3 separate regions of the Zea mays genome follow, and all the other regions are linked to region 2. The links are chromatin contacts, called in public Hi-C maps. All regions are on one chromosome and are shown on one strand. Each heading gives the region's core, a stretch centred on a gene start, on an enhancer-like site or on the middle of the called end of the contact. The rest is flanking DNA. Distances are from core to core; before and after follow the strand shown.

The links. A called contact is a pair of places that touch in the nucleus more often than the background predicts.
Region 1: a Hi-C map of leaf shows a contact between it and region 2, with 4 times the contacts expected there. The contact joins the promoter of LOC100383288 here to the promoter of LOC100283901 in region 2. A contact is called at or near these places in 5 of 25 Hi-C or Micro-C datasets (bundle sheath, ear, endosperm and 1 more).
Region 3: a contact with region 2 is called in a Hi-C map of leaf, with 4 times the contacts expected there. The contact joins the promoter of LOC100193732 here to the promoter of LOC100283901 in region 2. A contact is called at or near these places in 3 of 25 Hi-C or Micro-C datasets (endosperm, leaf and an unstated tissue).

Annotation. Positions count from the first base shown.
Region 1 is chr2:208,241,231-208,243,993 of Zm-B73-REFERENCE-NAM-5.0, forward strand. LOC100383288 reads left to right here and starts at 1,511. Exons shown (of 29, transcript XM_008670177.2): 1 at 1,511-2,248. The coding sequence starts at 1,658. It overlaps LOC103649242 (monothiol glutaredoxin-S11), which reads left to right. Exons shown (of 2, transcript XM_020549134.2): 2 at 1-87.
Region 2 is chr2:208,048,960-208,051,659 of Zm-B73-REFERENCE-NAM-5.0, forward strand. It overlaps LOC100283901 (ras-related protein Rab-6A), which reads left to right and starts at 1,293. Exons shown (of 6, transcript NM_001370563.1): 1 at 1,293-1,676. The coding sequence starts at 1,560. It overlaps MIR2275d (microRNA MIR2275d), which reads left to right and starts at 2,423; the gene lies at 2,423-2,542.
Region 3 is chr2:207,848,659-207,851,413 of Zm-B73-REFERENCE-NAM-5.0, forward strand. LOC100193732 (2-oxoglutarate (2OG) and Fe(II)-dependent oxygenase superfamily protein) reads right to left here and starts at 1,392. Exons shown (of 4, transcript NM_001138820.2): 1 at 1,002-1,392; 2 at 1-922. The coding sequence starts at 669.

The DNA of each region.
Region 1 (2,763 bases), core at 261-2,760, 190 kb after region 2:
TTGTCACGATCTATAGACGGATGAAGTAAAATATTTCTAGAGTATGTGTGTTCGTGTAATTGTGTATTTAAGTCATGCCATTGTTCTTGGGAAGGCACATGTGAAAAAATTGACTTTCACAACGAACAAGCTTATATAAATCTAATTTCAAAATGGTTCGTACAACATTTATTCACGGGAACGGAGATAAGGAGCTGTAAGTATTCTCAGACTCATTATTCTAATTCCACGTGAATGGGAGTGGATTAGGATGGACTTTGACTTCTATAGATTTAAATCGACTCAATACCATCCAGTATAGAACTAATTTACACTATAAATCATCTTAATCTATGTGGATTGAGGTGAATAAGAGCCTTAATCTATGTGGATCGAGTGAACGTATAGAATTAATTTACACCATAAATTATCTTAATCTATGTGGATTGAGATGAATAAGAGCCTTAATCTATGTGGATCGAGTGAACAAGAGAGTATCCAAACAAGCTTTAATTATGTATTAACTAATTAACATCACTATAAATATGGTATATGTCTCTTTATTCACTAGAAAATATCGACAAGATACCTAGGAACGAATCTATCTCCTCTCTTTTCTTTTAAATTTTAGTGAATTGCATGGTTATCCCTAATCAGAGATGCAACTCAGTTTTTACTCTATTTTTTTAAAGTTTACACGTGTCTCTCATTTTTCGAGACTACCAGACATTTTATCCCTACTAGGTGAGTGCCCGTGCGTTGCGACGGGAGTAAAAAAATTTGTATGAAATATATAAACGGAACGACAAATATCACAATGATATGTAAAATCCGTGTGGTAAACATTATCAATATTACACAAATTATTTCTAAAGAGTCAATTTAGAATTTGTAATGACAGACACATATGTCGACAACCATACACTAATCTAATCCTTTTTACCACGACGTAGGTGCCCGTGCGTTGGGACGACATACAAAATATTGAATAAAATGATAATGCACAACTAAATTAGTTCAAAAAGATATGTAATGCTCAAATGATAGTGTTTGCGGATGTTAGAGAGCGAGCAGACGCTACTGGATAGCGAAGCGTGGAGAACGAGCGAGCGGGTGGGGACGCGACGCACAAAAACCACGACTGGAACTATTAAAAGTAGTGCATTATAGTAGTAAAGATAGTAGATAAAATACCCCCACCCAGTTGTTAGCATGTCGATCTAATACTATATGGTTCTACACTTCTACATAAAATAAAAGAAAATTCTCGTTGAAAGAGAAGTGATAATGATAATGGGAAATGAGAAGAGAAAAAAATACTCTACAATAGGGTCTATCATAGTGATGTTTATCGTTCCGTATCAATGTTTTATACAAATCTTTTACTTCCGTCACAACACACGGACACATATCTATAACAATATAACACACATATGTACATAAGTTATCGTGTCATTATACTGTTCCGTTGCAACGCACGGGCACTCATCTAAACCGTTGAAGGGAACAATGCACCGGTTCCTGCCTCTCCACGCGCACGCCGCACGGTTAAAGCAAAAGGAAATCCTAACAAATCAAACACCCCACCATCCTTCCCGAGTCGTCCTCTCCATTTTCCCCTCCCGATTCGCCCCGTCTTCCCAAGCCCTACGCCAGCGACAAAACCCTAACCGGTGGGATGGCGACGCAGCCGCCCTCTACCGCCACTGCCGCGGTTGACCTCTATGAGACGGCCTCGCAGCCGGACGCCCCCGCCGCCGGCGACGCCTACACTTTTCTCGAGTTCAACACGCAGGGGGACGACTTCGACTACCCCGACTTCCCGGAGCTCTCTCAACCACCTCCCCGATCCACGCCGCTGACGTCCTCCATCCCCGGCGCCGGCACGTCGTCCTCGTCGTGGCCTGCCCCACCGCCTCCGCCGTCCGACGCGGCCTCCCCGGAACCCGATCTCACGTCTCAAGACGTCCACACCCCGCCGGCCTCCTCCTCCTCGCCGTCGCCGCGTTCCGCCTCCAAGGCGCGTCCGTCGGCTGCGGCGGATGGGCTCGCCTCCGGGGTTGTCGCACTTAACTTCGAGGATCCTGTAGGAACCGGCGCCGTGGAGGACGGGTACGACTACAGCAAGGGAGACTTCGTGGAACACGCATGCCGGTACTGCGGGATCCACAACCCTGCGTGCGTGGCGAGGTGCAACGTACCCTCCTGCCGCAAGTGGTTCTGTAACTCGCGGGGGAACACTTCAGGCTCCCACATTGTCAACCACCTGGTTTGTCTACTTACCTTTTGTCACGAGACTTTGTTATTTCGAGACTAGTGAGCTACTAATATGTTAACAATTGCTTAAGAACTGAACGAGTGAGAGTCCTGTCTCACAATTTTGGTGATAATTGCTTAGAAACCGAACTGAGTGAGAGCTCTGTCTAAGAAAATTCTATCGCTTTGCATCAATTTTAGCCTTTTTGGGTTGTTGAAATAAGACATCATGCTTTACTGGGACTTAATGGCTCTGTTAGTAAACTAATGTTCAGACTCTGGTAGCATGTTTTTTATTATATGTGGCAGTAGCTAAGGAGGCGATAGTTACCATCTCATAGATTTTGTATTTTTTATGGTATATGATAGTGGCGATGTATCTAGTTACTGTATGTAGTTATAACCCTGGTGGTCACGTCACATAGATGTGGCTTTAGAGTTTAGACTTTGAAAGTTTTCTGGTGGAAACAATTGTAGATGAAATAACTTTGAAGCGAATAACATGTTAACCATCTCTTGAATTAGGTT
Region 2 (2,700 bases), core at 43-2,542:
AGAGACCGCGCGGCCTAGAGGCCTTACGTCAGGCTCCGCCCGCTGGCTTATGTCACGGGCTACAAGCCACGTGGCCGCATCGGATCTCCGCCTGAGCGGGGAGCACATGCGCGCAGGGTAAGGCCCGGACGCGTGGCAGTACCGGACCCTTGCTCACGCCGGAGTTTCCCCTGTCCCGGGACCTCGTTGCAGCCCGGACCTCACTCGGAGGGATCTGGGTCCCTTCCAAGGGACCCGACATGCTTACTCGGGAGTCCCGGGCCATAACCGGGGGTCCGGGTTGTGCGTACAGGGGTCCGGTGCTCCCTCGCGGGGGTCCGGTTCGACTGATACATCCTGGGATGTATCATCTTTCCTCGCCACACTGTGCCCCTTGAGCGGCCCACGTGGTGGGGTCGAGCGTTGTTCACCGTATGGCTAGGGAACGCCGTATGGGCACCGTGTCTTCATACCGTAGTAGGGGTACCCCTGATTCAGGGTACCGACAGAATCGATTACCGTTGTTTCGGTGAACATAAGACATCCATTACATACAAGTTTGAACCAATAAACCCTAAATTGATTTTATGAAGGTAAACCCTAACCATGTTCAACAAATCAATCTAAGCCTAACTAACTTTACCAAATCATTCAAACTGGATGGAACGAAATACGGTGCTACAATGCTCGTCTTGATCTGACGGATGGCTGATGCCTTCCCTAGCGCTGTAGCGCCTAAAGGGACATTTAGCGCAGGTTGCGGCTGCCGCTGCCGGCAGCCTAAGGCTGTCCGCAGCACTGGCCGCTCGGACACCCCTCCCCTTGCATGGAGGGACTCCACGCCCGCAACGGAGCCCTCTACCAGGCCCTCCTTCAGGCGGAATTGAACAGGAAGTTGCCACAGGTAGCGTGAGCCCGCTGGAGCCTCTATTACTATTCACATATACTGTATGTTTTTAATAGGTGAAGAAAAAATGGTAATAACTGATGAATAGAGTTGAATAATGATATTTTATAGTTGTAGTGAGGTATAGAGGGAGAATATAGAGGGAACCGCTGCGTGAGATGAAAAAATAGAGGATGAAATGTTGGTAATGTAACGCAAAAAGTGATATAGAGATAAAAATTTAGGGGTAACCATTGACACACGCGGAAGTCGTCGATTCTACTTGCTGGTAGTTTGCTACAGTGCACTGCCCCACAGCTGCGTGCCTGTTTGCCTGTGATGAGCCGTGCCCAGCCCGAGACACCGCATCCGCAGCCGTATCCTTCAGCGCGGCACCACGTTTTTTCATGCAAAACAAAAGCTTTCGTGCCATTTGCCGTCCGGTCCGACCGCCTTCTCCGCGAGCGCTAGGAGCAATAAACGGCAGGCACCATTCTCGGACTCGGAGGCAACGCCCAGACGCGCAAACGGAAGGAAGGGGGAGCGCAACACGCGCGGTCGCCGGGAGAGAGAGAGAGAAAGGGCGAGCTAGCGAGCGAGATCCCCCTCTCCCGCTGCCGGATCCGATCTGACCTGACCTCGTCGCCGCCTGCCGTGGGAGGGAGAAGAGGAAGAGGAGGCGGAGGCGGCGGAGATGGCACCGGTGTCAGCGCTCGCCAAGTACAAGCTCGTCTTCCTGGGGGACCAGTCCGTCGGCAAGACGAGCATCATCACCCGCTTCATGTACGACAAGTTCGATAACACCTACCAGGTACGACGGCCCGCACCGCCTCCTTCTCTGGCTCCGATCCCGATCGATCCCTCGCGTGCTGTTCGTGTCATCTCCCCCGCGTTGGGGGCGGGTTAGTGGGAAGGATTCAATCGGGCGGGCCAGATCCAGTGCAGGAGGATAGGTAGGTCGATCTGATGCAGGGTAGGATGATCTATCCCGCGTCCGATTGGATCGAGTTGGTTCGGTAGTTAGGTGTAGAAACCTTAACTCCGCATCTATGCTGCTTCACCAAACAATGAAATGCTCATGACGCATGATGGAGGAGGATACATCTACTGTCCTTGCAATTACATGTGAGGCCAGCGGTAGAGAACGTGCCAAAATCAAGGTGTTGCTAGCGCAACAACAAAAGAAAATTCACAAAACAACCTAAAGTAATTCATAGCTACAAAATAGTTGATGAATATAGGAAAATACCTTATTCAAGGGTCGTCGTGATTATAATCCATTTACAGCCAAATGTCATATAGCGAATAAATTATAGAAAAAGAGGAAACAAGTTAACAATGGCACATTGAAGTAAAAATTGTTAAACAAGTGAAATAATAATATACCTCTAGTGGAGTCTAGTTATAGAAGACCTAGACAACTGCATTATCTAGTTTTCTTATTTTGAAATGCCTTTTTAATTTTCTGAAGGTCAAGTCCTTTTTAACTGCATTTGGCTGGACTGTGGAGCCGGTCCTGTTCTTCCCATTCCACCATGTTACCAAAAGCTATCAAGTGTCAGGCACTAAAAGTGAGAGTTGGAGGAAAGAAAACTAATCGGCTATCAGATTCTGCAATGGCTTGATGCATAAACATGATTGCCGTTCCGTTTGTTTTCCTCTAATATCTCACCTTCACTAGACAGAAGATGTACGCTACCAACATTCATTTGTGCCATTTGAAGTGCAGATTTGAGGTAAGTAAACCAGCCTGAAAAGCAGGGACAACAAGTATTGTTTCATCAGAAGTGATGCACCACCTTCTACCATTATTTTGATAAAGCACTGCATGCAAT
Region 3 (2,755 bases), core at 142-2,641, 200 kb before region 2:
TGACTTAACTAGGGTAAGCAAAGTCTTATCAATCTGTTGCTCCTGCTCAGAAAACATGAGCAAGTGACCATTATCTTGAGAAGCAATGCTATGCTGATGTCCTCCTTCAAGCGATGGCCTTGAATGACAACATGCTGAAAGAACAGAAGATGATACTTCCTGGCTTCTCAAGGGTATGTTGTCGAGTATCTCAGTAAATGCACAGCTACGTAAATTCAATGAGAAACTGATTGCGTCCAATATATCTCGAGAAACTTTACCCAGCACCGAAAATATGTCAGGCAAACCTGATGGAGGTAATTCCATTTCACCGCTGGGATCAGTTGCAGTAATACCAGGCCTGTAATCATACATTTCCAGACACATCTGAGAATCAACATAGTAACCAGAGGTCTTGCACCATTCACGGGAATCATCCGAGTGTACAGCCTCATTTGAATTATACCCTCGCTGGTGGAAGAAAAAGCGAGCCGAGTCCAAACCTGACCTCAACAAGGCACCATCAGCTGGTGACAGCTGAATGATGGCTGCCGAATATTGAGCGAGTGACTGCATCAGAGTCGACACACACATCTTATAGCTGTCAGAAGGAAGGCCCTCAGAGGCCATTAGATCAACGAGATGCACACGGCCAAGTGATGCAAGAATATTTTCTGCTGCATCATCCATTAGAATTGATGACGCTTGAGGATGTCTAGTTCAGTTCGGTGGAAGGGCGGGCTTGGGGTATGCGGGTTCACTCCCAGTCTTAAGTTGGAGTACAAGGCACTCCAAATCCCCAATACATCTTATGGAGTCAAGTAAGATCGATCTCGATCTTGCAGGCGCTAAATAGGGGTACTGATCAAATAAGAACAATGTCTGAATGGACCCAAGCACCGACGACGTCACGCGGACGCGGCTACCAAATATGCGCGACTACCTGCGTGGAGGAAGAAGAAAATTGAGATTTAGACAATCCGCAGAACAAAGATCCATCCAAGAAAGCAAGGGTTCCTTACCAAGCAAAGAAGAAACCACTCAGGTCAGGATGGATCCCCATTCCACTCGAGCCAAGCAGAGTAGGAGGACTGTAGCGACTAGCGAGAAGGACACGAGGAGGAACTGGTGACCTCGGCGAAGGAGAGGCTATCTACGATGGACAAGAACCCGACGGGAAGAGAAGGGAGGAGCGACCTGGTGCCTGGACCTGGAGGTTGGAGCAGCGGCGGACCTACCAATAGGGGATATAGGGAGGTATTACCCAACTCCGGCAGCTAAGACCCTCCACTCCTCAACTTTTCCGGTGAGATCCGGTCGCAGCCGTGTTGTTTTCTGTCGAGCGCCGCCTGCAGTCGCTGCTGCTGCATCGAGCGGAGGAAGCCGGACGAGGACGCGCTGAGGAAGGCGAAGGGGTACGCGTGGTTGGGCCGACTGGCCCATCAACCGCAGCCGCAGTCCGCAGCTGCTAGCGACGCAGACGCCGGTCCGCTGGTCTGACCGGTTGGCGCGCCAGTTGGGCCTTGTGGGTGGGTTGGGTTGTGTTTCAGCGAAAATAAATATGAACTAAAAAATATGAGCCCAATTGTGAAAAACGATTAGATGAAGTATGGTTGGAAGGAAAAAAAACACAATCTTCGGTTTCACTTCCGTGTTTTCTTAACATTTTCATTTTATTATTTTCATAATCATAAATCGTATAATCGGATAAAGAACTTGTTTACTGGTTAAGCGGCATATGATGAATTTTGGATCTCTTGAGTCAAAGGAGAAAATAATCATATCAAAAGCACATGGGCAATTCAAAATTCGACTAGAAGAAATATACATATCGTTTTGTTTTTTTACCGCTTTTGCTTTTTTCCCTCAGAGTAGATGAAAAAAATCAAAAAAGCAAAACATATTTCTTTTCTGTACCGTAATTTCACAGAGTGACAGACAAGTTAAGACAACGATGCATTTTTTATTTGGCCACTGTAATTCTTGAACCAATGTTGCAATAGTAGGCCTCAAACTAGAGTCAAATATTTCCCTCATGATTCCTCGTACGGAGTGGTGTTAATGAATCACGATCTAAATATCTCTTCACAATAAGTTAGGCACTTAACTAATTTTAGTTCAAAAATAAATTTTATAGTGTAAAATTTTATAGTGTAAAATTTAGAGTCCATTACCACCCCTACTCATAGATCTTTTTGACCTTAGGAATGAGCCGACTATCAATCTGTATAGGTTAGGCGCATAATTTGTGTGCTAGTGAGGTAGAGGAGGGAGAGATGTCATGTTTGTTTCAGCTTTTTCCAGCTTCTGCCCACCAAAAGATGCTGCGTATTATCAAACACCCCAACTTTTTAGCCCGCTTCTACAAGAATTGTTTTGGTAAAAACCGTTCAAAATCAACATGAACACAAAATTGGTCGAGTTGTCACGATAGAAGAAATCCATCCCTTTCTAAATTCTAAACCCTATGGACCACTTCATCTTACTTTACAAGTAATCCTCATGATACTCAGATTCTCTCCACAGCCAGATTATCAGAAAAAGTTAGTCAGCAAAAAACCGAACCAAACCTACCCATAATATGAGGACCATACCTTTGGGACCTTGGTGGACGACGCTCGTAATGGTTGTCGGGGGTCGCAAATGGGTTTGGAAGCTGTGCACCTACTCATCTCTCCTCCTTGTGTGTTTGGACATTAGGGTGGAATGTCATTGGTAGACAATAGAACTATTAGGATCTACAAGTGTCGATGTTTATGACCCGCTTGCGCATCAC